Linked DNA regions of Mus musculus: all the other regions are linked to region 2. Evidence: chromatin contacts called from public HiChIP or PLAC-seq and capture Hi-C data. All regions are on one chromosome and are shown on one strand. The core of a region is the stretch at or near the end of the contact, and the rest is flanking DNA. Distances in the headings are between cores, read along the strand shown.

Region 1 (6,072 bases), core at 3,102-5,601, 380 kb before region 2:
TTCAGAGTCTACATCTTGCAATGATGACATTACTCTGGCAGCCAAGGGTCCAGGGCGGCCAGTCTGAGCAGCTGCTCCCAGCTTTGAAAGGCCCCGGACAATGGGTGCACTGTTCCCAGGGTTGCCCTCCGGCATTTGCATAGACTGTTCTGCCTGGTTGACCAGGGGCTGTCCAGCTCAGCATTGTCCACATATCAGAGGTGACAGGACTCAGGTGAGAGCTGAAGCCGGAAGGCCTCCAGAGGGCATGAGGATGACTGTCCTGGGAACCTTAGCTCGGCTTGCTTTGCAGAGATTCACATGTTTGCTTTCGCTGCTGGAGAGGAGGAACCAGGAGACTTTTAAGAGGAGCTTACAGAGGCTGTTGCAGAAGCATCCTGGGGTACCACCTAATCTAACAATCTAATAATGTGATGGACCAATGGGTGGTCACTCTTGGATGTTTAATATGCTGACAAAATGGAGGCGCACAGTTTCGGCTTCTGTGGCCTAAAGCTGTCACAAGCTGATGCCCAGCTTTCACACCTACAGAGACACCGTTGCCCAGGCGCAGAGACCTCACACACCAAGTGGTAGTTCCCTCGAAGCTGATGCTTTGACCTCAGCAGAGAAAGTTTTTGTAGACAAGTATTCTCCCTAGAGCTTTGGCACCACACACTCCACCATCTTATTTTATTTTATTTTATATTTTAGGTTTTTTGAGACAGGGTTTCTCTGTACAGCCCTGGCTGTCCTGGAACTCACTCTGTAGACCAGGCTGGCCTCAAACTCAGAAATCCGCCTGCCTCTGCCTCCCAAGTGCTGGGACTAAAGGCGTGCGCCACCACTGCCTGGGTACAACCCACCGTCTTTAACTGGAACAGGTAGGGCAAGGGGCTGAACAACTAGGATTTATTTCCACGCCCACAGTTCCTAAGTAAATATTACTAACCCTTGTAGGACCAGGATCCCGAAGGAGAAAATTCCAGGGGAGGGGCCTAAGGAGTAGCTGTGGGTGTGGTAGGGGTGAGGCTGGGAGATCAAGATGGGAGGGAACATTTTTCTGCATCTGAATAGACCACGGTCTGAAGACTCAGCAGCATCATTTTCAGGTTAAAAAGCTCTTTATATAGGCAGTTCTGTGCCTTTACTGGGAGCTAATCAACCTCTCTCAGGCCGGAGTCCCCACAGGCCTGTTTCCTTCCTCTCTTCCACATCTTCTGTGCGCCTAAGTGCTCGTAGACCCCCAACCCGAGCCCAAACAGGTGCTAGCTACTGTGCAGCATCCACTGCAGGGAGCTGGCCAGCTGCTGGCCCCCGCAAGAACCTAGGGGAAGCTTCCGTGTTCCCACCCGTGTTCACTGCGGATTGCAGCACCGCTCATCTTGGGAATATAGCGATTAATCCAGCCGCAGGTTTCCAGATAAGTGACTGTGATGGAGACTGTTGGCGAGAAAATAGACAATTATCCGCTGTTAGCTTTACATAAAGATCGCATTAACTCAAATTAGTTATCAGACAAAAGAGCGTCGGCAAGCGCGCCCTGCCGGCCCGCGCCCTGCACGCGGGCACCTCGGGGTGCAGCCGGGCAAAGCGTGGGGCTGGGCTGTGGCTTCGAGACGTGGGGCCGGGAGTGGGAGGACGCGGCGGGAGGGCTCTAGGCTGGCGTTACTCGTGCTGTGCTGGCCTGGATGGGGCGAGGGAGGGACATAGGGGCAGCCTACGGAGCCGGATCGGCCGGCCCCTGAACTACAACAGTCCCACCTCAGTCTGTCCCACGCTCGTCCCTTTTGCAAGCTCTACCCTGGGAGCCAGCCTGTCCCCGCGACCTGTAGTTCTTTCGTCTCTGGCTGTGACGTCGTTAATTCTCCCAGGCAGAGGCGGCTCTCCAGGCTCGCCACTGCCCCGCAGGGTGCACTGGACAACCTGGTGATCTGATCCTGCGGGGCTACCAGCCAGTATTCCCCGCCCCTGAACCCCCCACCCACCCACCCACCGCCACCCACCGCACTTTCTGAAGGTCGCTCTCAGTATGACTCATAGAGACGAAAAATGAAGACAAGCTGAGGGGGACCGGGCCCGAGCAGGGATAGGATGGGGCTGAGAGTGGCCTGAGGCAGGACCACGTCAGTGCGGCCTCGATTACCAAAGTTACGCACTGTCCACGCACTGAGCATCTTCGCTACCCTCCTTCTCCTGTATCCCGGTTAGCCTGGACACCGGCTTTCACCCGCAGGATGGATTTCGCTGACCGCTGTCGGTGGGAACAAACGCAGCGCCCAACATCCCGACGGGTTGCAACGCCCAGCGGGGTCCCCACTGCTGCAGGCGCGTACTGGCGGTGGCGCTTGCGCCCGGCCGGCCTCCTTGGCCCCAGGGTCCCCGGTCCCGCTGAATAGGGCGGATAATGACCCCCGGTTCCCAAGGCAGGCTCTCTGCTGCCTGGTGAGCCTTGGATTTGTGTGGTCCAAGCCTTTCCCAGCTTGTCCCATTCTGTCACCGGGATAAGGGGCTCCCTCGGCTCGTTTGCACCTGCGTCGCTTTTGGCTCCTTCAGGAATGCGCTGAAGCTTGTAATCAGCTTTGTGAAGCCATTGAGTGCACGGCTGAGTGAAACTTCCAAAGCTCGAGGAAAACTGGCCGGCTGAATAGGAGCCAGCATGGGGCTGCTCTCCAAGCCTCCGCGCTGCCAAATTCCAGCAGAGCGCCTCACAATCGCCTTCCCCACACTGAGAAAAGTGAGAAAAGAAAAGGAAAAATACCAGTCACCGGGGTTAGCTGTTTGTTCCCAGATTAATGGCAAGCGGCTCCCTCCTACTCCACCCCTCCACAAAGCTCACCAGTTCAGGAAATATGACAGGGAGGGGAGGGCAGTTATTAATAGCTCCCCAACTGATGTCACCCCCCCCCCGGGCGGGGGTCTTCTGGGTCTCTGGAGGGGTCCTCCATTCCCAGTTGTTGAGTTGAGCTCCATGTGCCTTAGGCCCAGCAGTTGAAGCTTGTCTTTGCTTGAGTAGAGCGGAGGATGAAGCCATATAGAATCCTTAGCCTAGGCTTCAGGAAGGAACCACTAAGCACCGGGCTCCTTCTATGCAGGCCCAGCAGGGACCCTGCATGCTGGCCCCTTAGCAACAGGTTCCTGGGTCTCTCCTTAGAGGAGCACTCTCACTTCCAAGACTCCCGTAATACCGTTTCTTGGTGACTCCAGTAACAGAGGTGCCTGCAGGGTGACAGCCACTACAGGTGCTTCTCCTTCTGCTTCAGGCATCTGGGCTGTGATTTCTAAGAGCCAACTACTTAAGACAAGTATTTCCATGTGCCGCAGAGGCCCTGGCTGATTCTCTCCCACTCAAGGTTAGTGAAGGCTCCTCTCTGCAAAACAAAATCCTTACCAGTCAACAAAAGACCAGACAGCCTGCAAAAGGCAAAACCATCCTTTTCAAGGTCCAGGTATACCTGGATTCTGGATGGCTGCTCGTCAAGGGAGGGCTCCTCCTTGGGAAGCCACAGTAGGTTCTAGAAACAGTGCGTGCAGTGTCCCTGTAGACAGAGGCACCGCCAGTGTCTACTTTGTGGATGCTGATCTGAACTCAAGTTTCAGAAAGGAAAACTAGAACCCTTTCTCTGTATCACTCAGGAGACCCTTAACTTAGCAAAGCCCCGTAAGAACCTCCCAGAGAATAGAAAGCAGAGGCCATATTGTGATGGACACATTAAAAACTTGCCTCACAATGGCTCTGGATTTTCATAGCTAATGAATTCCTTCCACCCTGAACAGGAAGTCTTTTCTGGGAGCACAGCTACTCGGCTCTTGTTTGATCCAGATGTCCATGTATGCCCTCTAGCCAAGAGAAGCTCAGTCCTGTGGGGTTCTTGCTGCCGTACCTTGCTTCCGTGGGGGGTACTCATGATGTCTGACTGTGGCTCTGTGCTATAAATAGTCCCCTGGTAGATCGAAAGGCTTAATGGGCCTCTTTAAATACCTAACTTATTATAAAGCCCTGGGGAGAATAACATTAACAGGCAGGGAGGAACAAGAATCAAGCTCCTCCTGTAGCAGCCCTATTACAGTGCTCTTGGTTGCAATCCTTACGGTGCAGAGTGGGCAGGAATTTTCCTATTTATACACCTTAATGTGCAGAGGGGGCTAGAGCACTTGAGAGGGTGTGAGAGACAGCCTGTCTGAGCAAGGAGGGAACTGAACTTACAGAGGTGGAGGGAGTGTCCCAGAATTGCTAATCAGGAGGATTCTGGCTACTTTCAGGTCCACCGGAAGGAGCTGCAGCTGGCGCACCGTTCTGCAGTCAACCATGCTTCGCAGCGGCCGGCGGACTAGTGAGGAAGCCCTCCCTTTCAGACAGACCAGGAGGAAATGTGGGACTCAGAGCAAAGTTACCTGACTGGGAACCCAGACTGTACATGCTCACTCAGAGGCTCTGAGCCACTTTGAACATCCCAACTCGCGCAAGCCACCCACGCTGACAATCAAAGTTTACTTTTTTTTTTTTTTCATTGTAAAGTTCGGCTCCATGTCTCCTGCAACCCCACTCATTCCAGCCACTCTCAGCGACAAGTCAGGAGGATCTGCGGCAATTCAGAAATGAGTGAAATTTTATTCCTGGTGGGGGCACTGGATTAAGAGGCTGGGAGAGTGTGAAGCTAGTCAACGTGTAATTGCGTGATAAGGCTCTCACGAGGAATTTATTGGCCAAGTTGCTATTTCTATTCCTTCCTAATCTGGTTTAGCACATTCGTTCTGTGCAATCTGTCTTCATAATCTCCTGTAGCAGAACGGCAGCCAATGGAAGCTCGCGTGTTTGGAGAGTGCAGGAAATATGCAGAAGCGCGATAAACTGATGCTAATTACCCATATTTAGGGCAGCAAGTGCAGAAGATCAAGGTTTACAAATAACAAGCCAGAGCCGATGATGATGGCTTCCTTGTGTGGAATGTATCGGAGGGGACCAGATAAGGGTTTCACGGGCAGCAGGGATTTATTGGTCAAAGGCTGTACCTTCCACTTCCCCACTTTTATAGCAGTAAATTATTTCGGCTAAATTCACCAGAACATCACTCTTTCATTTGGCGATGTGCCGTGACTTGCTCTTTCTTTGTGTCCATTCAATGCAAATCCTTGTAGTTTAACATCAGCTGATAAGAAACAAATAATTGAAGTAATAGGTAATTCCCTTCACACTGTGCACATAGGAGGGTCCAGGGGAAAATGAGCCCAGGCAAGGAGCAGGGGCTGAAAGCAAAGCGGCTTCACCTTCAGCCCTCGGACCACATGTCTAGTACCATGAGCTCACAGCATTGCCTCCTGCGCGTGGCATGGCCTGCTTGCTCACGAGGAGAATCACTTCCGGCGTGGCACTAGCAGAGCTGATGCTCTTGTCTAGAATCCTGATCAGATGATGACAACGATGACAATGACAATGAAGAAGACCATCAAATTATACCCAAGTATAGCGTTTCACCCTCTCACCACCACAGCATGACCATGACTTAGTTTGCCATCAGCCCTGTTCCCTCTACAACTCCCGGCTCTGAGAACAGACACAGGGAGGCCTGGGAAGCTGGTGGCAGGTGGAGGATGAGGGTGGAATTCTTGGCAATGCAGTAGCTGCTTCCTATGGCCTTGAGAGAACATTGCACAGCCACCTGCTGCAAACCTGCACAGCGGTAGTTTTAACATTTGTATGTTAAGTAAATGCAGCCCAAGGGCTTGCTTCATTCTTTGAGAAATTGCTAGGGTTTGTCTGTAGCCTTCTCAGTTGGTAGTGGAGATGGGCAAAGGGCATTCTCTGTTAGATGCATGTGGCAAAATGCTCTTGAGATAAAAGGAGCCATGCTCTAGTTTGGGGGCATAATTTACAACTCCTAAATAAGAAGGGATTAGAAAGGATAGTTGATCTTGCCACAAATTATTTTTATTCTCAACCATACAGACCACGAATTCTGTAATGCTTACCTCCATGGGCATGAATGTTTCCTTGGTATTCCAGCAAGCCCGGGGTGTGTTTTTATTCCATGTACCACCGTGGAAGGGGGAAAAAGGGATGCCAGTGGTCGGCTGTTGAATCTGAGGGTGCAT
Region 2 (6,035 bases), core at 487-2,986:
GGCAGGGAGGTCAGGCTAGCATTTGGAGAACTGGTTCGACAAGTGTCTTTGCTGACTGATGCTCTCAGTCAGTCAGAGTCAGGGAGAAATGAGTCCCCTGATAGTGTCTCTCCATCTGTCCCCATGGACCCTTGTAACACAAGGAGAGAATGCAGGTCTCACTGACTGAAGGGCATCTGTCACTAGAGAACTCAGCCATGCACACCCACCTACCCTCCCTGACATGTAAGACCCAGTATATGTCAGTCAGCATCAACCAAATCCGCCATTAGCCATCTGGATCAGCGAGATGCACCATGGTGACTCATATACATGACTCAGTTGGACTTCACAGGACTGTCTTTGGGGACACAGTTCCTAGTCAAAGATAGTGTGACCACAGTGCTAAGATGTCTCACGGTTTTATTGCAACCACCCTGTTTACCATCAGACATAAAGGGGAATATTGCCTGAGATCACATGCACCCTGCAAGAGAGACTAGATGCAGCTCTCTGGTGAGGGGCAGCAAGAAACTGAAGCCAGAATAGAGGGTGACAGAAACCCTGAGGACAGGCTGAAGGAGAGACCCCATTTTCTGGGAGCTCTATTCAATGGCTCAGGATCTTCTAAAATCCTCTAGCACTGGCTCCCCTCTGCAGGAAGGAACCAACAGTAGCCACTAAGGCTGGAGTAGCTTAAGCATAGTACTGCATTCCAGGGTGGAAGAGAGGAGAGTGGCTGACCTGAGGACAGAGGCTCTCAGGGTGCCGGGCCCATGGTCAGTGTTCTTGGTGACACTCATAGGAAGTAGCCTGTTCTACCACAGAGCTGCTGACTCGGCACCTTCCTCCAGTTCTCTCTCTCTCTCTCTCTCTCTCTCTCTCTCTCTTCCTCCCTCCCTCCCTCCCTCCCTCCCTCCCTCCTTCCCTCTCTCCCTCTCTCTCACACACACCTCTCTGTATCCTTTTGTGTCTGTTAACCTATGGCTCCTCTGTATGTATCTCTCTGTGTGTCTCACTCTGACTCTGTCCACCTGTCTCTCTCTCTCTCTCTCTCTCTCTCTCTCATTTCAGTTATCTCTCAGTCTTTCTCTTTCTATCCCTCTATCCCCTTTTCTCTCTCCCTGTCTGGATGTTATCTGTCTATTTGCCTGCCTGCCTGTCTGTCTGTCTGTCTGTCTATGTGTCTGTGTGTCTGTCTCTCTCCATGACTCTCTTTGTCTCTCTGTCTCCTGTCTGTGTCTGTCTGTCTGTCTGTCTGTCTGTCTCTGTGTCTCTCTCTCTCTCTCTCTGTCTGTCTGACTCTGTCTCTCTCTCTGTCAGTTTGTCCCATCCTCCTGCTCTGCTCTTTCCGGTTTGCACTCCCATATTTTAGGAAGGCAAGTGCTTCTGTGGTGCTGCAGTGCTCAGTCATCCTTGGCTGTGGCCTCAGTTTACCATGTTTGGCCCCATCCCAAGCTCCTGCTTCATTCCTGACAGCAGGAAGGAGAACCACCCAGACGCTTGGCTTCCAGGCCGCTGTGCCTGCAGACCTCAATTGGATGCAGCCACGCAACAGTTAAGCTTGTCCTAGCTTTCAGGAAACAGTGGGGGTGGGGGGCATTTGTCTTGTGCCCACCAAGCACCTGCTTAGAGGCCCAGCTCCCAGGCTGGGGGCCTGCGTGGTCCAGCGCAGCTGGGAGTGGATGGATGAGGGTAGGAAACTGCACTGCTGGGACTTCCACGACAGCTGGTGACTCTGATAAAAATTAATCATACAGCAGGTCTGATGCGAGAGCTCTGGCAGGGAGTTTACAGGTGGTCGCTTAGAGTCCCCCTGCGCCCAGGACTGTGAGAGAGAGTGCAGGCCTGGCAGGCTGGCCGGCCTGTCCACCTAACCGGAATCGCTAATCAATTATGGAGCCCTCAACCAAGCGGGTTCTAGGGCCAGATCCCTCAGAAAACCAACCAAAAGCCAGAAGAAGGGCCAGACCACAGACAGGGGTGACAGAAACGTGGTCACCTCGCTGGCTCACTCAGGGAAGACACAGCCCCTTCAGAATCCCTTCAGGTCCTGGAACATGGGCTCGATTAAATATCTGTGATACCCAGCAAATGTAATGAGCAGAGGAAATTGACGACCGTTCCAACTAAATTACAGTTTAAAAGACAAGGAAGGTCCCAGGGGGATGCCAACAAAGCGACTCAGCTGACCAGGCCCAGGTAAAATTGAATTGGAAATGGTCCCTGGTTCATTAACATAACAAAAGTCCCAGTGTCTAAAGGGAAAAAAAGCCATTCTGTTTAAATGAAGGGGGGAGGGGCAGCGTCCTACAAACACAGTTGTCTGTGGCATGTCCACCCCAGCCCACAGAGAGGTCCTGACAGAGTAGACCCTAGTGCCCAGTGACACTGGCAACCTACAGGGTAACACCTAATGCCAGGACTATCTGCCTACTTAAAACCCATTAGACATTTATAATTTTTACAGAGGCGACTTTCAATCTACAGGAGGTCAAAGGCAAAGGTCTCAGCATTTAACTCAGCCCATGTCAGGCATCCAGTTCTCAACCACAGACAGGGGCTGGAGACTCCCAATAGCTAGTGTAAATACAAAAACCAACAGAACAAGACCTCAGAGGAGCTGAGGCAGGAGGATGGCCACAAACAAAAGAGGACAAGGGAGCAAGAATAAGATCTTCACAAGGCAGGGCAGTGAGTGGGCCCTTCTTCCTTCTGTCCCTGGCTGTGTGCTGTAGCCATCAGCACCCTCAGAGGAGTAAAGACATTCTGGGGAGACAGATGTACCCCTCTCTTCAGTCTTCAAAACACTGAAACAACAAAAAGGTAAAAGTAAAATTGCCCTAGGGATCTCATGTTGTGTCATGGGAGAGGCTGAAACCTGGTGCCAGCCAGAGGGGAGCAGATCTGAGTGGGAGATTTTACAGTTGCAAAACAGGCTACATGGACAACTAGGCAATGACGATGATGATGATGATAATGTAATGATGATGATGATGATGTGATGATGATGTAATGATGATGCGATGATGATGATGTGATGATGTGATGATGTGATGATGATGATGTGATGATGATGACAAAGATGATAGTGATGATGATGACAGTGATGTAATGATGTAATAATGATGACGATGATGTGATGATGATAATGACAATGACAATGATGATGGCAACAACAATGATGATAATGATGATGTAATGGTGATGTGATGATGTAATGGTAATGCAATGATGATGTAATGGTGATGTGATGATGATGTGATGATGATGTGATAATAATGTGATGATGATGATAATGATGATAGGTAGGACTGCTTAGTTATACATGCATCCTGTTTCTATTTAAACATAAACCTTACATCAGGACCCCAGAGATGGACTGAAATGCACTGGGCCTCTTGTTCCTGTTCACAATGTGTCCATGTCCCATTAGATATCCTTTCATAGATGTGCCTAAAGACAAGTGGTTGATTCTGCCCAGTGTGAGCTTTGACCTTACAGCTCCAGGAACAGGATCCTGGACAGACTGGTGTTGGTCTGTGCCAGACACTCAGTGTTCAAGGCTGATTTCCAGAGTAAGTCACTATCCTCCCACAGGGCAACTGAGGCTCTCTCAGATGACTAAGTTACCAGAAACTATGTCGGCCCCAAGAAGCATCTGAGAAGTGTAGAGTGTGCATCCAGCAGCAAAGACAAGGCTGTACTCTTCTTCCCCTGGGAACCTATAGGGATCCCTCATCTACCACAGGCTGCCTTTCCTATTCCCAGGAGCCCAGTTGTTCTGGCATGTTAGGAAAAGTTCCCACCTTGGGTCTGAGCTCATATCAGTCTTAGCTGGGAATAACATCAAACCTTGAGAAACAGTGGCTCTGGTGCAATAAGAAGCCACAGAAATGAGTTAGAACATGAGGTCATCAAAGGCTAGAAACTTCTAAGAAGTAGCTACTTCCCAATGAATGGCCCATGGCCCATGATGGCTGCAGTCACGCCTGCCCTCACAAGGCCTGTCCAGAGCCTTTCATTCTTCTAAAGATCTATTCAGGAAGTAGAACACACTCTTCTGTTTGCTCTCACTAGCTAGAGAGTAGGGGAAGGTTCATGCCTGGCCCAGGAAGGGCCAAGGAGAAGGTCTTTATCACAGACCATCAGTGTGCAGAACTCTGTAAACAGAACATTGACCATTGGTGACCAGACCAGCTAATCATGGCCATTCACTCAAGATCACTGGATGAAGGCGAAGTGATATAATTCTATACTGGCATCTTCAGAGAAAAGTCAGGGAAGCCTCCATTCCATCCGGAAGTCCTACCCTTAGAAAGCCTTCCTGGGTTGTTGTCTACCTAACAGCAATGACCAGTTTTCTTCCCAGACCACACTGGATCAGTGTGTCTCACACTCCACCTGCTTCACTTGTCAGGGTCAAGGAGCAAAGTCCTCAGCCCAGGCCCCAGACCTCCCCATCCTTCCCACCCATTCCCACTCTGCTAGATGTGGTTATGTTCTGAGTGGGTGTGGCAAGCCGCTCTCAGCTGCTCTTGGGGGCAAAACAGAGACAGTCCAGGCCCCAGCTTCATAAACACAAAGTTCAAGTTCTAGCTAGCTGTCTCAATTCTATGCCAAAGACTAGAACATTTTGTCTCCTTGTCAGATGGCTCGCAAAGGTTAAATTAAGTCACCCCTGGAGGTAGCAGTTCTAAGCCTTTCTAAGTAGCTCACCACCATGGTCAGCCTTTGTCGTAAACTTAACTGCCTTTGAAACCACTCCAGGCACACACATCTGGATGTGGCTCTGACAGTGTCCCTAGGGACGTGGCTCTGATGATGTCCCTAGGGACGTGGCTCTGGGGGTGTCCCTAGAGACATGGCTCTGAGGGTGTCTCTATGGGCATGGTTCTGAGGGTGTCCCTAGAGACAGTATCTGTGGGGGAAGTCACACTGTGAATGTGAATGACATTGTCCCTCGACTTGGAGTCTCAGACTGAATACAAGGGAGAAAGTTGTATTTCGGTAACAACATCCATCACTCTGCTTCCTGCCACTGGGTAGGATGTGACCCGCATCCTTCTTAAACCCTTCCTGCCATGCCTGCGCTGATACAAGACCTGTACCCTCAAGCCACAAGCCACAAGCCTCAACAAACAAACAAACAAGAAAGACCCTTCCTTAGTTACTCTTGTCCTGGTAATGAGAAAAGGAATGTCCCCACATACCGTGACCTTCCCCTCAAAGCGGGCTTTAAAAATCATGACCTTACTACGTGTAGTGTGAAGCCATCCTGGTGTACACAGAGGGCTCCAAGGCAACCAGGGCTACATAGAGAGACCCTGTCTCAAAAGTCAGTAAATAAATAAAATAAAAGCCATGGCTTCAATTTTAACACCATACCAGCCGAACACCTAGTAATCCGCAGGCTGACAGCCACGTTTTGTTGGCTCATAGCGAGGGCTGTGCAGAGCTTCTGGGCGGGTCACATTTGTCACGCCTTCACACCCTCATGGAAGCCTGTCATATGTGGCCTTATTTTCCTTTTGACTGGGAAGACAGGATCAGAGATGCCACACTAACTGCTGAGGACACGGGGCTTCCATGTCCCAGAGCTGAGATGGCAAAACCATTTTTACTTCTGATCATGTAACCAGTGCAACACCACTCATCTGAATTAACGCTCTGTGGTTCCGACCAAAGCACTCCCGTGATTCTAAAAAGGATTAAGGTTGTTTTTGTATTGTTGTATATTAGAAACTCAGCTTGCAGAGTCAATTCTCCCTGGAACAGTAATGCATTCTAGAACTTTCCACACTAATGACCACACCCAGTACCATGCTATGCAGCACAGGGCTGAAGCCACCCGTGGCTTTGAAAGCATTTGATTTGTGTCTGGTGGAGGCCTGAAGTCTTAACACAGCTCCCTGTAAGTACTGTGACCTCAACCCTCAAGTGGCCAGGCACAGACCAGGAATTTGCTTCTGGGCCAAATCTCACACAACATAAACACAGTATCTCAGAGCCAAAAGACATCTTCACTAGGTTATCCTGTGATCTCTAAGAGAGCC
Region 3 (6,078 bases), core at 2,507-5,006, 490 kb before region 2:
ATCAGCTCCTGCCTCCAGGTTCCTGTCCTGACTTCCTCCAATGATGGACTGTGATCTGGAAGTGTATGCTAATCAAACCTTTTCCTCTCCAATTTGCTTATAGGTCATGGTGTTTCATCACAGCAATAAAACCCCGACTAAGACTGCCTCTCTTGCTGGGATTATAGGTGTGAGCCATCATGACAGGTTGCACTGCGGTGCTAGACCTCGGAGCCCTCAGACAGCAGCCCTGTGGGAACCTGGTCTGTTATACAACTTGTCCCAGGGACAGGTCACGGCTGTCCCTTCTGTGAACCTCCCCAGCAACCTCCCTCCTCTTCCAGGAATCAGAGTAGAACTCGCCCTACCTCACTGCAAACAAAAGGCTACACACTTAAGACCCTCTCAGCAGACTTCTTTTTTTTAAGCAGACATCTCTCATTTATGCTGGAGCAGGGAGAAGATTCATTAAAAGGAAAAAGATAAAAAAAAAAAAAAGCCCCCATCCCAGGCTTCACGACAAAGGGCATCTCCCGGTTTGGCTCTCCCCAATGGTGGGACCTAATTACCAGCGGCCCTGGCGGGCTGGGCCTGAGCCGCCAGCTTTGCAGGGTACAGTTCCTTTAATTACACACACATCTCCCTGCTCTCCGCTCTCTGGCAGCCCCATGGCCGGCACCTGTGCTCTCAGACCTGGGGCCCGGGTCGCCCTGCAGATGTCGAGGCTCTTTTGTTGGTTTCCTATTAGAGGCACTTAATAGGCAGGGGCCGGGGACAGCTTTGCTGAGCGCCTGGCAATGGACCGCAAACATTGTTCCCTCGGTGGGTAAAGGGTCAAATGGTCTCTCCCCTGCCCAGGCTCAGCTGGATAATTGCTGGTGATTAGCAATTTTAATTACCAGGTGCGAGGGGTCGCCCCCTCCCCCATAATTGGGCAGGTTCTTAATAGTCCTATGGCTGTAACCGGGGGAGTACCTTTTACCAATATGCTCTGGGCCTTTTAAAGTTAATTAAATTAAAGCCCCTAAAACTGCTAAGGATGGGCTGGGGGGGGGGTCTTCTGCTCCAGACAGAACAAGTTTCTAGGAACATACATCTCTAACTGAGCATGAGGTGAGGTGAGCCCCTGGGGTGTGGTCTGTTCCTTGTGATTGTAACCAAGATGGCCTCTGGTATCTCAGCTACCTCTGATAGCAGCCCCAGGACTCAGCAGTGTGCTAGGTTCACACCCTGACTTTTAGGGGCTTCACAGGATTAGTGACTCTGTCTTGATCAGTTTCTCCAAATAGGTATGTATAATTTACATCCAACCAATGCAAGTGTTTCTCTCAGTTGAACAGAAGCCTGCAAGTTCTGGGGAGTGGGGGTGTGGAGGAGAGAGAGGGGGATGAGAGGGAAGTGGGTGGGAGATGAGATGGGGGAGGAGAAGGGGAGTAGAAGGGGGAAAGAGGATGTGTCTCCTTATGTGGCCCTGCGGGGACCACACACCCTGGGTTGACCTCTAAGTCCCTGTTTCTCCTGTGGAACATGGCTTGGAGCAGCTTTGCTGGTAACTTGAGGTGGAGATTGGGAGCAAAGAGCACAATGGACTCTGAAGAGAGGTCGGGGACGTTCCAGAAACACAGCGGCTGGGATAGGACTGAAGACAAGAGCGAAGACCCAGCGGTGTCTTTTCCTGCTGTGACTAGACCTGGGCTGGAAAATCTTCCAGAAGTCCCCGCCCCACAGCTGCCCCCAACCAGTGGCACACAGACAGGAGAAGAGCTTTGCCACATCCTAACCTGGGTTTCTTCGTCCCTGCTTTTAGCAGCTTTAATTAAAATTAATTCCTTTCTGTGAGCCATGGGTATCTCCCAAGACTAGATTCTGCCCTAGCATGTGTCAACAGAATCTTTCTTTTTCTACATCAGTGTCCCCTTCTTCCTCCAGTATCCCACAATCCCCTGGTTGTAGAGGGGAGGCTGTGAGGTCCTTGGAGCACCTAGATGCTGGGCCAAGAGCCCAGGAAGCTTTTGACTAAGGAAGCATAAAGGAGGCTCTGAGTGGTGGGAGGGTGGATGGAGTGGTGGGTGGGAGGGTGGATGGAGTGGTGGGTGGGTGGATGGAGTGGTGGGAGGGTGGATGGAGTGATGGGTGGGTGGAGATGGAGTGGTGGGAGGGTGGATGGAGTGGTGGGTGGGAGGGTGGAGTGGTGGGTGGGTGGATGGAGTGGTGGGTGGGTGGACATGTGGAAACCTGCTGGGTCCAGGCTGGGTTCTGTAGGCTGGCAGGCCTGAGGTAGACCAGGAGGCCAAACAGGAGACAGACAGCTCAGGTAAGTATGAAAGTGAGACACAGCCCAGGCTCGCCCATCCACTCCCCAGTAAATTGTAATTGAAAATGACCCAGTTCTCCTCAACCTGCTCTACCTGCTGCCTTTTTCTGCTTCCTGTCCATAGTGTCCTACGTAGAGTGAGCACCAGATTCCATGCACATGGCTGGCTCTGTCCTAATTTCTACTTACAGCCTATCTCACATACTTACAGTGAGCTGGGGAGCTGGGGACCTGTGCGGAACTCTGGGTTCCATGACTGGCTGGCTGGACCTCACAGGGCCTGGAGAACGGCTGGAAGCTGTCTGTGGTTTTCCATAGGATCCTCATCCCTTCTTGGTCCCTACATAGACTGGTTCCTACCAGAGACATTGTGATGGCTCCATATGTGAAGACAGGAATGACCGGGTCATTTGACTGGGCCCCCTTTGCCTGTGGCAGGCCCCTGTACCGCAGCTGCCTGGAAGGCTCTAGCTAGCGGTGCAAGGGAGATCTGTTGGCAATGGTTGAGCATAATTTGGGTGTATGGGAAGTCTTGGCTGGCAGGCAACCTGTTCATTGTTCACTTTGCGTTTGCTTTAAAAATGATTACGCAGGGCATGGTGGCACGTGCCTTTAATCCTAGCACTCAGTAGAGTCAGGAAGATCTCTGAGTTTGACACTAGCTTGGCTTACTGAGTTCCAGGACTACATGGAGAGACCCTGTCTCAAAAAAAAAAAAAAAAAAAAAAAAACAAAACCCTAAAATATAACAGTAGTGGTAATGAATAAACTTATGACATGTATTTATTAAGTAGGTGGTTGGATATATGTATGTGCTACAGCATGTATGTGGAAGTCAGAGGCCAGCTTTTGGTAATGGCTTCTCTCCTTCCACCATGTGGGTTCCAGATATAAAACTTGGGTCGTGAAGCCTGGCAGCAGGCACCTTTAGTGTGACCTTTAGTGACTCGTTTCACTGTCCTGGGTCTGCACTCGAGTCTTGCAGGGAGTGACTGTGTAGGTTCAGTTCTAAAGACCAGGGGCCTGAGCATTACATTACAATGGTCCAAGAGTTCTGCATCTGTTTTGTGCACACAATGTAAAGTGTATGCAACTGGGATCTCTTCTGTTGTTACAAAACTCTTTCTGGGAAAGAGACCACAGGTGACAGATGAGGGGGCAAACTGGTCAACGCCAGCCACAGGGGAGGCATGTAGAGAGGGAAACTCAGGGCTAGAAAAGGAGAGGAAGGGTAAGAAGGAAGAGGAAGAGAGAGAGGCAGAGAGAGAAGAAAGTGGAAAGTGGAAAGAAGAGAGAGGGAGGGAGGGAGGAAGAGAGGGAGGGAGGGAAGGAGAGGGGGATGGGGAGGGAGAAGGAGAGGGAGAGGAGGAGGGGGGGGAGGCTTAGAGGGAGGTGCCCTGTCTGTGGCTTCCTTAATGGCTGCCACTGTTAGTCAAATTGTTCCTGTCCTGAGGGAAGCCAGGGCTTGCTTCAGGGTCTCAATGGACACTAAGCTGCAACGCCTATAACAGACCTGTTCTCCACATCCATCTGGACTGCTGAGGGGGAGTTATGCTTGCCTCAATTTTGTGTGCCGACGTCAGCCCCTGCTCTGCCGACTCAAGACAAGCCTGGACAACTCTATTGCTATTAGTCGCCCGCAGCGCCTCTCCACACACGGACTTCCTCGCTGCGCTCTGAGAACACAGGTATTGTGGCCTGAATTATGATCTTGCTGTGATAATACACTGTATTGATTCAACAGAACAACTTGTCTATTCTGTCTTCTCTCCCCCATCTCCGAGAAAAGAGGCTGACAATCAGGAACAGAAATATTTTGGACTTTGTGTCTTGTGGCACGAAGATGATTTAAAAAGAAAAAAAGTTCAATAATGGCAAAATAAAATTTTTACAGGGAGATGCAGTTCTCTCTGAACCAGGAAGGCGAACTTCTTGAAACCCTTATCCTAGGGTGGTGTTAAAATGCTGAGCGCCTGGGCTTCAGAGCAGAAGAAACTGACAACGTTGTGCTAAAGCTACAGTAACGCAGATGGAGATACAAAGAAGCTTCCGCTTTAGTCATGGAAGTTGGTGTTTAATATAAATTATCCTTCAAAAATAAAAGGATCGGGTTTCATCTCTGTCCCGCTTTACTCTCTTACAGTCTCTGGGCCCTAAGTGTTCTGTGACTTACCTGACGCCACTGCAGGTAAACCATCGAGTGCCACCACAGATGGTCTAAATTACGGACATCACACAGTCGCCTTCCCCATATAGCCATATCCATGGAAGCAGGTTCGACTCCAGACTGAGAACTGGCAGACGCACGTGAACATTTGTATGAAGTAACGCAGTCTGCTGGGGCCACTTTCGTTAATAAGTACTTCTATAAACAAATGAGATGTTATTTCCCTTCCAAACACTTCCATCCAACTTCACCCGCTGCACCCGCCTTTACGCCATGAGGCCATCACTGGTTTGAAGTGTCAAGGCTGCTGCCCACATAGGTCTGGACAGCGGAGGTCGGAGTGAAAGATGAGGGAGGGGCTGAGCTTGCAATCTTCCTCCTTAGCCTGCCCTCCGCTCGAAGAAAACCCTGGATACGAAGGGACCTTGTTGGCATGTGGTCCAGACTCCCCCTTTTCCAGGCTGCTACTCTTACTAAGACAGGTTCACTCCATCCAGGGTTGGCTTCACCTGATCCAGGGAAGTCTGCAAAGACAGATGTGCCAACAGATATCTTGGATCTGGATGCAAGCGTGTCTTTTCGGGACTCAGTTTGCCTCAGGATAGCAGTTGAGAACGATTGCTCGGACCCAAGAGTCACGCCACCCGCCCCCTTTTGCAGAGAATACAACACTCTGGACAATGGAATGGCTCTTGCTGCTCCTGGCCGGTATGGTATGCCTTGGAGGCCTACCTGGAAAGCAGGAGCTTGGGCAGGCCAGGAAGGGTTTTCCACAGTAAAGCCAGAGTGCGGATGAGCTGGGGTCAGGCAGCAAAGTGGAGGCGAAGGGCCTCAGAATCTATGGCCATTGTCCACAGGGAATCTACTCAGGTAGGGTCATTGCGTGTCCACTGTCGGTCACAAAACTTCACAGGTGGTCTGGGAGGTTCACTCCTCAGAAGGGATTTGTTCTGAATTTCTGTTTATTCTTTTAGGAAATTTGCTAGCTAGATGGTGAGTTAACACCTGCCCTTTATCTAGCCTTTAAATGGAACACATAATAGATATATAATGGATAAATATACACACATATTTACATATATCATTACATATCCATATATTTACATATGAAATGGATAAATGTATGTACATAGCATGTACATGCACATACATACATGCATGTGTGTATAATACATACAGTTGGACACATATGCGCTTGCATATAATACACATTCATGTTAAATGCACATATGATTTGTATACACACACACATACACACACAAACACACACAGGAGACATATAATGTATATACAGTTGTATATAGCACATATAATGTATATATAACTGAGCACATAAATACACACACACACACACACACACACACACACACACACACACACACACACGCTTTTTTCTCCTAGCCATCTAAGAGACAGGCATTCAGTAGCCCTGGAGACACAGAGGCCCACTTCCATTCTGCATCAATAGCTGAAGAAGCCATTGTTGTAAAGTGCTTGGCTACACCTATCTCATGGCTTGGCTTTGTTGAGCCACCTGGAACTGGGGTGCAATTGAAGTCCTGTAGCCTAGAAACCAGGTTCCAGGTACCACAAGCAGAGCAGAAGCAGGGGCAAGGCA
Region 4 (5,719 bases), core at 362-2,861, 340 kb before region 2:
TGTACTGCAGCGCGCCCATGTCGTAGCGGTGCATGGGCTGCGGGTTGTGAGGATGCGCGTGCGGATGGTGCGGGTGCGGGTGCGCCGGGTGTGCGTGCGGGTGCGCGCCGCCCGCGCCTGGGTGCTGCCCGTAGGCCAGCTGTGCCTCCTGCATCATGGCCGCGGCCGCAGCCGCCGCGGCCACCGAGCCGGGGTAGGCGCCGTTAGCCCAGCCGTTGACATGCGCGTAGCCTCCTCCCGCCGCGCCGCCTGGGCTCTCCAAGCGCTGGCCCACCGCCGCCGCCCCGACGCCCACGCCCACACCCATGGCCACGGCCGCGCCGCCGCCACCCGCGCCGGCCGCTAGCAGCCCGCCGGCCAGCGAGTACTTGTCCTTCTTGAGCAGCGTCTTGGTCTTGCGGCGCGGCCGGTACTTGTAATCCGGGTGTTCCTTCATGTGCAGCGCGCGCAGTCTCTTGGCCTCGTCGATGAACGGCCGCTTCTCGGCCTCGGACATGACCTTCCACTCGGCCCCGAGGCGCTTGCTGATCTCCGAGTTGTGCATCTTGGGGTTTTCCTGGGCCATCTTGCGCCGCTGTCCGCGGGACCACACCATGAAGGCGTTCATGGGCCGCTTGACCCGATCCTGGTTGGCCTTGGTGCCCCCGCCGCCGCCGCCGCCCCCGCCCCCACCGCCGCCCCCGCCCGCCCCGGCCGGGCCCGAGAGGTTCGTGGGCGCCTGGGCGCCGCCGGGCGAGTGCAGGTCGGTCTCCATCATCATGCTGTACATCTGGGCGGCTAGCGGGTTCACCGGTACCGCAAAGAGAGGGCCTGGAGCATAGACGGCCGGGTGGGGGTGGGTGGGTGGAGAGAGGATCAGCCCAGAGAGACTGGGGGGGGGGGTGTGTGTGCGGTGGGTGCCTAGCGGAGAGAAGGGGGTTGGGTGGAGGCCACAACAACAACAACAACAAAAAAGAGGCAAAAGCACACGCACTTAGCGCGGGTCCAGCTCGCAGGTGGAAAGTTTCTCCCGGTGCACAAACCACTTGCCAAAGAGGCCGATGGCCAGGTTGATTGCTGCCGTCCGGTCACTCAGGGCTGAACTGTGCAAACAGGTGCAGTCGTGGCCAAGTTGAGGCTCCACTTTCTGGGTCTGAAGCGGTGCCCCTGGGCCCGACGCAGGGTTCGCTGCCTCCTCTTGTCGGCTCGAAGTCTCCGTTCCTGTGCTGGCTTCCTTGGCGGCTTCCAACTCTGGGACCGCAACTTCTAGCAAGGCGGTGCGCCGCGTGCGCTGGGCATGTGCTGGTCCCAGGTGCCTGGGGGGAGCCAGGCGCTGAGGGGGACTCGGAGGGGGGTTCGGAGGGGGCGATCGCGGTGCAGCCAGGGAGGGGGTTAGGGACAGCAGTGGGAGTGCCAACGCGAGCAGAGAGCCAGAGAGCTGTGCCGCTGTGCCCAGGACAAGCTGTCCGCTGCCTGCCCGAGGCCGTGCGCTCGGAGCGGAGGCGCACGCGGGGCCGGTGGCGCGGGGGGCCCAGCAGCCATACGCCGGGCCCGGGCTGCCATTAAATGAGCGCGCCGCGGCCAATGGGAACCGGCGGCGGCGGTGATTTGCATGGCGCGCTGGCGAGTGACGTGGGGAGGGAGTAGATACACTGGGCGCGGGCGGCGGAGCAAGGAGGTGGAGGAGGAGAGAGGGGGGGAACAAGGGCAGGAAGGAGGGGGAAAAGGGGGCGCGGGGGGGCGGGGTCACAGCCACACTGCTTCCTGAGCGCGCGCGCGCGGCGGCGACGGCGGCGGCGGCGGCGGCGAACCCAGAGCTCGCCCCCTTTGCCTCTCCCCGCCCGCGCGCTCCGAATGATTAACGATTGGGTTGAAAACCCAGAGGAAGAAAGAATCGCTGTCGGGGGAGGCGGGGGGAATACAGCCCTGGGTCGTGTTTAAATGCGCTCATTGGAGACCCAGCTCCTCCCCTGTCCCCAGCCAGCCAACTCTGTGCCCGCTGGGAAGGGGAAAGTTGGAGATAGAGGCCTCACTTTGCACTCAGCTCAGCCGGGAGTGCAGAATAACAGCGGTGCGGGGGAGATCCTCCCGGGGGGGGGGGGCTTAGGCCCAAAGTACCTCTGCTGGGTTTCAGGCCAAGCGGGGCGGCTCAGTCTCTCCCACCCCTGGCGCTCGGTGCATTCTCAGAGCCTGCAAAGGCCTTTACAGATTCGGGATCTATAATTCGGGTCTCCGTGGCAAGAGGTGCAGCGGTTTTTGTGTGGTGCTACGCTCCTAGCTCCCTAATCTACCCCGAACTTTCTTGGGGGAGGGGGTGTCTTTTAATGGAGCGGAGTGTTATAGTCAGGTGCCAATTTACTCTATATCCTCTTGAATTTCTGCGAAGGTCAAAACCAAGATCTAGCTGGAATCTTGTTACTCCGACAGTAAAAAGAAGTTTGTGGAAACAGCAAAAGAATACCTACCTAGCCTATGCTTTTCTGAAGCGATTCTCCCAGAAGCTGTTTGCCAAAGGATTTTGAAAATCGTGTGAACTCGGGTTTGCGAGGGTGGGGGTGGGGTGCGGGCGCTGAAACGGAATTGGAAGGTCCAGTGACAGGGCCGCCTTTTTGTATGTTGTTGTTTTTGTTTCTTCGTATGTTGTGAAAAAGAAAGGGCAGTTCTGGGGATGATCAAGACATACACAAATGGCCGTAATCCATGAATCTCAGAACAAATATGATTCCGGGATGTATAAGAGATTTCCAACCCCACCCCAGGCTACTTGGGATCAGACCATCATGTCCAAAAAAAAAAAGGGGGGGGGAGTTATTGTAAAGGCTTCTTCCAGAAAGACCTTTAGAGTCTACAAGTTCTTCAGATATCCTGGGGCGGGGTACAGAGGGGAGAGGATAGAGTTTCTACTTCTAAGATCTAGGTGCTTCGGGAGGTTGCTGGTGGGTAAAGCAAGCCTGGTCAGATGCCTGCAGACCGCCTCGCGTGTAATCCAGAGGCTCTTCTGATGACAGATAACCCGGATAATAGCAAGAATACAGGTGTTCCAATATGTTGGACGGTGAACATATGACAGCCCCCCCCCCCACTAACAAAAACATCTGAGGCTGTGAATTTCCTGACGCCGTTGCTCCCTTGCTATGATTATTACAGTGGTTTATTTTATTTTATTATTATTTTTTTTTATCTCAGGTTGTTACAGCACAGTACAGCCCTCAGCCCGATTGAGCTTTCATTTCAGGCCATTCAGCACTTACTAGAAAACTCATCAAATAATATAGAATTGTGCTAGAAGGGAAACATCGTTTCATATTTTTATAAACATCTAGGTCATAAACTTAGTTTTCAGCTACCTTCTTATTTCAGCCATCAAGTTTATTAAATCTTTTGATTTGTTTCACGAACTACCTACAAATATCAGTTACATTGTAAATGAACAAAAACGAATAGGACTATTGTTTAAGAATGCCGTAGAACCATTTTCCTTGGATAACTTAGGAGGTGATGGGTGTGCTGGGAGATCCGCTGTGTTAGGGCAAGTCAGCAAGACTGAAATAAAGGAAACGGTTTACAAATTATAAACTATATTATCCACTTAGCAATTGAAAGATTTCTTTCTTGTGCTTTTCAATTTAGATTTTAAACTAAATAGCCAAAGACCCCCTGAAAATGCTTTGTGTAAATCAAGCCTGGCACATTATTTTCCATATCAATGGGGCAATTTATTTTATAAACACCCTGCACTCCAGTGAGCTTTGCAGGAATGCTTTATGCCTTAGGAAACTTGGATAGATGACTTTGAAACAGTCTCATTTCTTCCTACCATAGGGCTGAACATTGTTTCCAAATAGGATGTTACTCTTGTTTTCTAGGACATCTAAATAGGAGGTAAACGGCATCACAATGCATACTGCCATGTTGGTGTTTGGCATTCTGGGAACTATTCTGCAGAAGCAAGTCCAAGCTGGTGCAAAACCTATGGGTGCCCACCTGCAGAAGTATGAAATCAGAGATGCAGGTGTAACCTGTTGCCAAGTGACAGAGAAGATTGGTGGTTGCAGTCTGTGCCAACTAAGCAGTGGTGGGCATGGTGTGCCAGACCTCCTTGTGCCTTCCATCCTGGTATGAGCAGAGGGTCCTGTCAGTGACAGCTTCTGGAAGTCTCCTTCTGTTTCCCTATCTATAGTCACTTCCCCAATGGCTTCACAGACACAAAAAGAACAGTCTACAACCAGTTTGATAAACACTTCTGTCTGCTTCCCATCTCCCCAACGGCTGGGTGGGGCTGCCTTCCTAAAAACTATATTCTTTAGGATTTGAAAACTGCACTGTGTCCAAGTAAAACTAAGAAAAGTCCAGAACCCAAGGCAAGGGATTAGTTTCACTGTTGACTGACCAATCTTTGTTCTCTCAGCAACTCAAAAATCTCATGGTGCCACTGCTCAGAATGCCAAAGAGCGACTTTACAAAGTGGCTAAGTTTTTATTCAACCTATGGTTATAATCCTTCAAAAATTCAAGTCAGCTCATTGCTAGTGGGAATTATTCTGTGTGCAGGCATGGGTGCTTGTATATGTCAGTGCTCATAGATAAATTATGAAGGCTTGTATATATGAAATTATGTGCCTACACTCTTGCACAATAGTCTTGACTTTGAAATAAACCAAGTCCTGGGTTTTAAACACTTTCAACTCGAACCCCTGACATAGAAAAACCAATACTTTGGCTCCTTTACACACACCTTTGTGCTCATGAGACCGAGAGGGCCCCTGTGGACAGAAGCCCTTGTCCTTCTTTTTGAAGGCTGGCTCTGATACATCTATATATGGGTTTTTAAGCTCAGCATTAGTCTCTCAGGCTCCAAACAAGTTGGGTACGTTGGGGACCATGCAAGACTAGAAATTATTTCATATGGGGTTCAGATTATCTGCCCTGATGACAATCTCCTCCTCGCCATGCTCAGAACATGATTCTCTCAAGGCTGGTGGAGACACTTGGAGGACAGAGGACACATAGAGGTGTCTCCTGGGAGCTCCCCGGGGCAAAGGCTTGCAGGCTCTGATGTACCCTCACAAGGCTGAGAGAATAGTTGAAGAAAGATCTTTAGCGAACCGAAATGACAGTTTGTGGGACTGAAAGGGGAAAGTTAGCAGCAGGAGGAAGAAGCAGCAGAGAAAACTTAGGAGAGATAAAGAACGTCGGAAGAGGTCTTTGAGGCCATCTCGGCCAACAGGAGGCGCAGATTCAGGGCGGAATGGAAGCAGAGTGGATCTGAGAGGCTGGGAGTCCCTGTCTCAGGACCTGCTGCAGGGAGTAGAGGGCTGCGCACTGGGCCCGAAGCCCCTAGGCCTGTCAGTGTGGACCCTGTAGCGGCGCGGGCCGCGATCGCCGTCTGCTGGCCGCCACCACCCTCTCTGTCCTCGCGGAGCTGAGCACCACGGGCTTTCACCTGTGGGGCGGGAGGCGCCCCTCGCCCAACTACTGCTACCACAGCGTCACTGGAGGGTTGACGGCCCGCAGTTCGGTGTTTGCTTTTCAGCGCGCGCCTCTGACCCGGGTCTCTAAGGGGGCATCTTTTCTCCTGGGTCGTCTCCAAGCCCTCTCAGCCGATTTCATGGGGCCCAGCCTGGGCTAACTTGGGGAGGAGGGATCTTCCCAAACACCAAAAAGGACCCAAATTCAAATTTGTGTGGTTAGTTTGTTGTTGCTGGTTTGTTTAAAAGGGGAAAGAAACAAAACGGATAAAG

Evidence for each region. HiChIP or PLAC-seq counts read pairs in DNA pulled down with a chosen protein or histone mark. Capture Hi-C pulls out chosen DNA fragments and counts their contacts.
Region 1: an H3K27ac HiChIP or PLAC-seq map of embryonic stem cells shows a contact between it and region 2, with 5 read pairs. The contact joins two enhancer-like sites. A contact is called at or near these places in 1 of 484 Hi-C or Micro-C datasets (bone marrow-derived macrophages) and 5 of 115 datasets of contacts at active chromatin or transcription factors (embryonic basal ganglia, embryonic forebrain, embryonic midbrain and 1 more).
Region 3: a capture Hi-C map of embryonic stem cells shows a contact between it and region 2, with 3 times the contacts expected there. The contact joins two enhancer-like sites. A contact is called at or near these places in 1 of 15 datasets of contacts at CTCF or cohesin (the NIH/3T3 cell line), 4 of 115 datasets of contacts at active chromatin or transcription factors (embryonic basal ganglia, embryonic stem cells and forebrain) and 1 of 9 other capture datasets (embryonic stem cells).
Region 4: an H3K27ac HiChIP or PLAC-seq map of embryonic stem cells shows a contact between it and region 2, with 4 times the contacts expected there. The contact joins the promoter of Sox1 here to the enhancer-like site in region 2. A contact is called at or near these places in 2 of 39 promoter capture datasets (embryonic stem cells and liver), 3 of 484 Hi-C or Micro-C datasets (cortical neurons and embryonic stem cells) and 12 of 115 datasets of contacts at active chromatin or transcription factors (craniofacial prominence, embryonic basal ganglia, embryonic forebrain and 6 more).

The regions. Positions count from the first base shown.
Region 1 is chr8:12,426,785-12,432,856 of GRCm38.p6, reverse strand. Sox1ot (Sox1 overlapping transcript) reads right to left here. Exons shown (of 8, transcript NR_027975.2): 4 at 5,950-6,072; 5 at 2,819-3,350; 6 at 2,126-2,707; 7 at 434-1,422. Among named protein-coding and RNA genes, the nearest start is that of Sox1, 34 kb to the right of the region's middle. Within about 2 kb of position 4,351, at least 12 of the 459 cell types and tissues checked have an H3K27ac peak or open chromatin away from gene starts, as enhancers often do. A contact at or near this core is called in embryonic stem cells, where this site is marked.
Region 2 is chr8:12,047,217-12,053,251 of GRCm38.p6, reverse strand. No RefSeq gene overlaps it. Among named protein-coding and RNA genes, the nearest start is that of Gm33029, 190 kb to the left of the region's middle. Within about 2 kb of position 1,736, at least 16 of the 459 cell types and tissues checked have an H3K27ac peak or open chromatin away from gene starts, as enhancers often do. A contact at or near this core is called in embryonic stem cells, where this site is marked.
Region 3 is chr8:12,543,064-12,549,141 of GRCm38.p6, reverse strand. No RefSeq gene overlaps it. Among named protein-coding and RNA genes, the nearest start is that of Spaca7, 27 kb to the left of the region's middle. Within about 2 kb of position 3,756, at least 5 of the 459 cell types and tissues checked have an H3K27ac peak or open chromatin away from gene starts, as enhancers often do. A contact at or near this core is called in embryonic stem cells, where this site is marked.
Region 4 is chr8:12,391,411-12,397,129 of GRCm38.p6, reverse strand. Sox1 (SRY (sex determining region Y)-box 1) reads right to left here and starts at 1,611. Exons shown (of 1, transcript NM_009233.3): 1 at 1-1,611. The coding sequence starts at 769. The region is part of intron 1 of Sox1ot (Sox1 overlapping transcript); the gene reads right to left.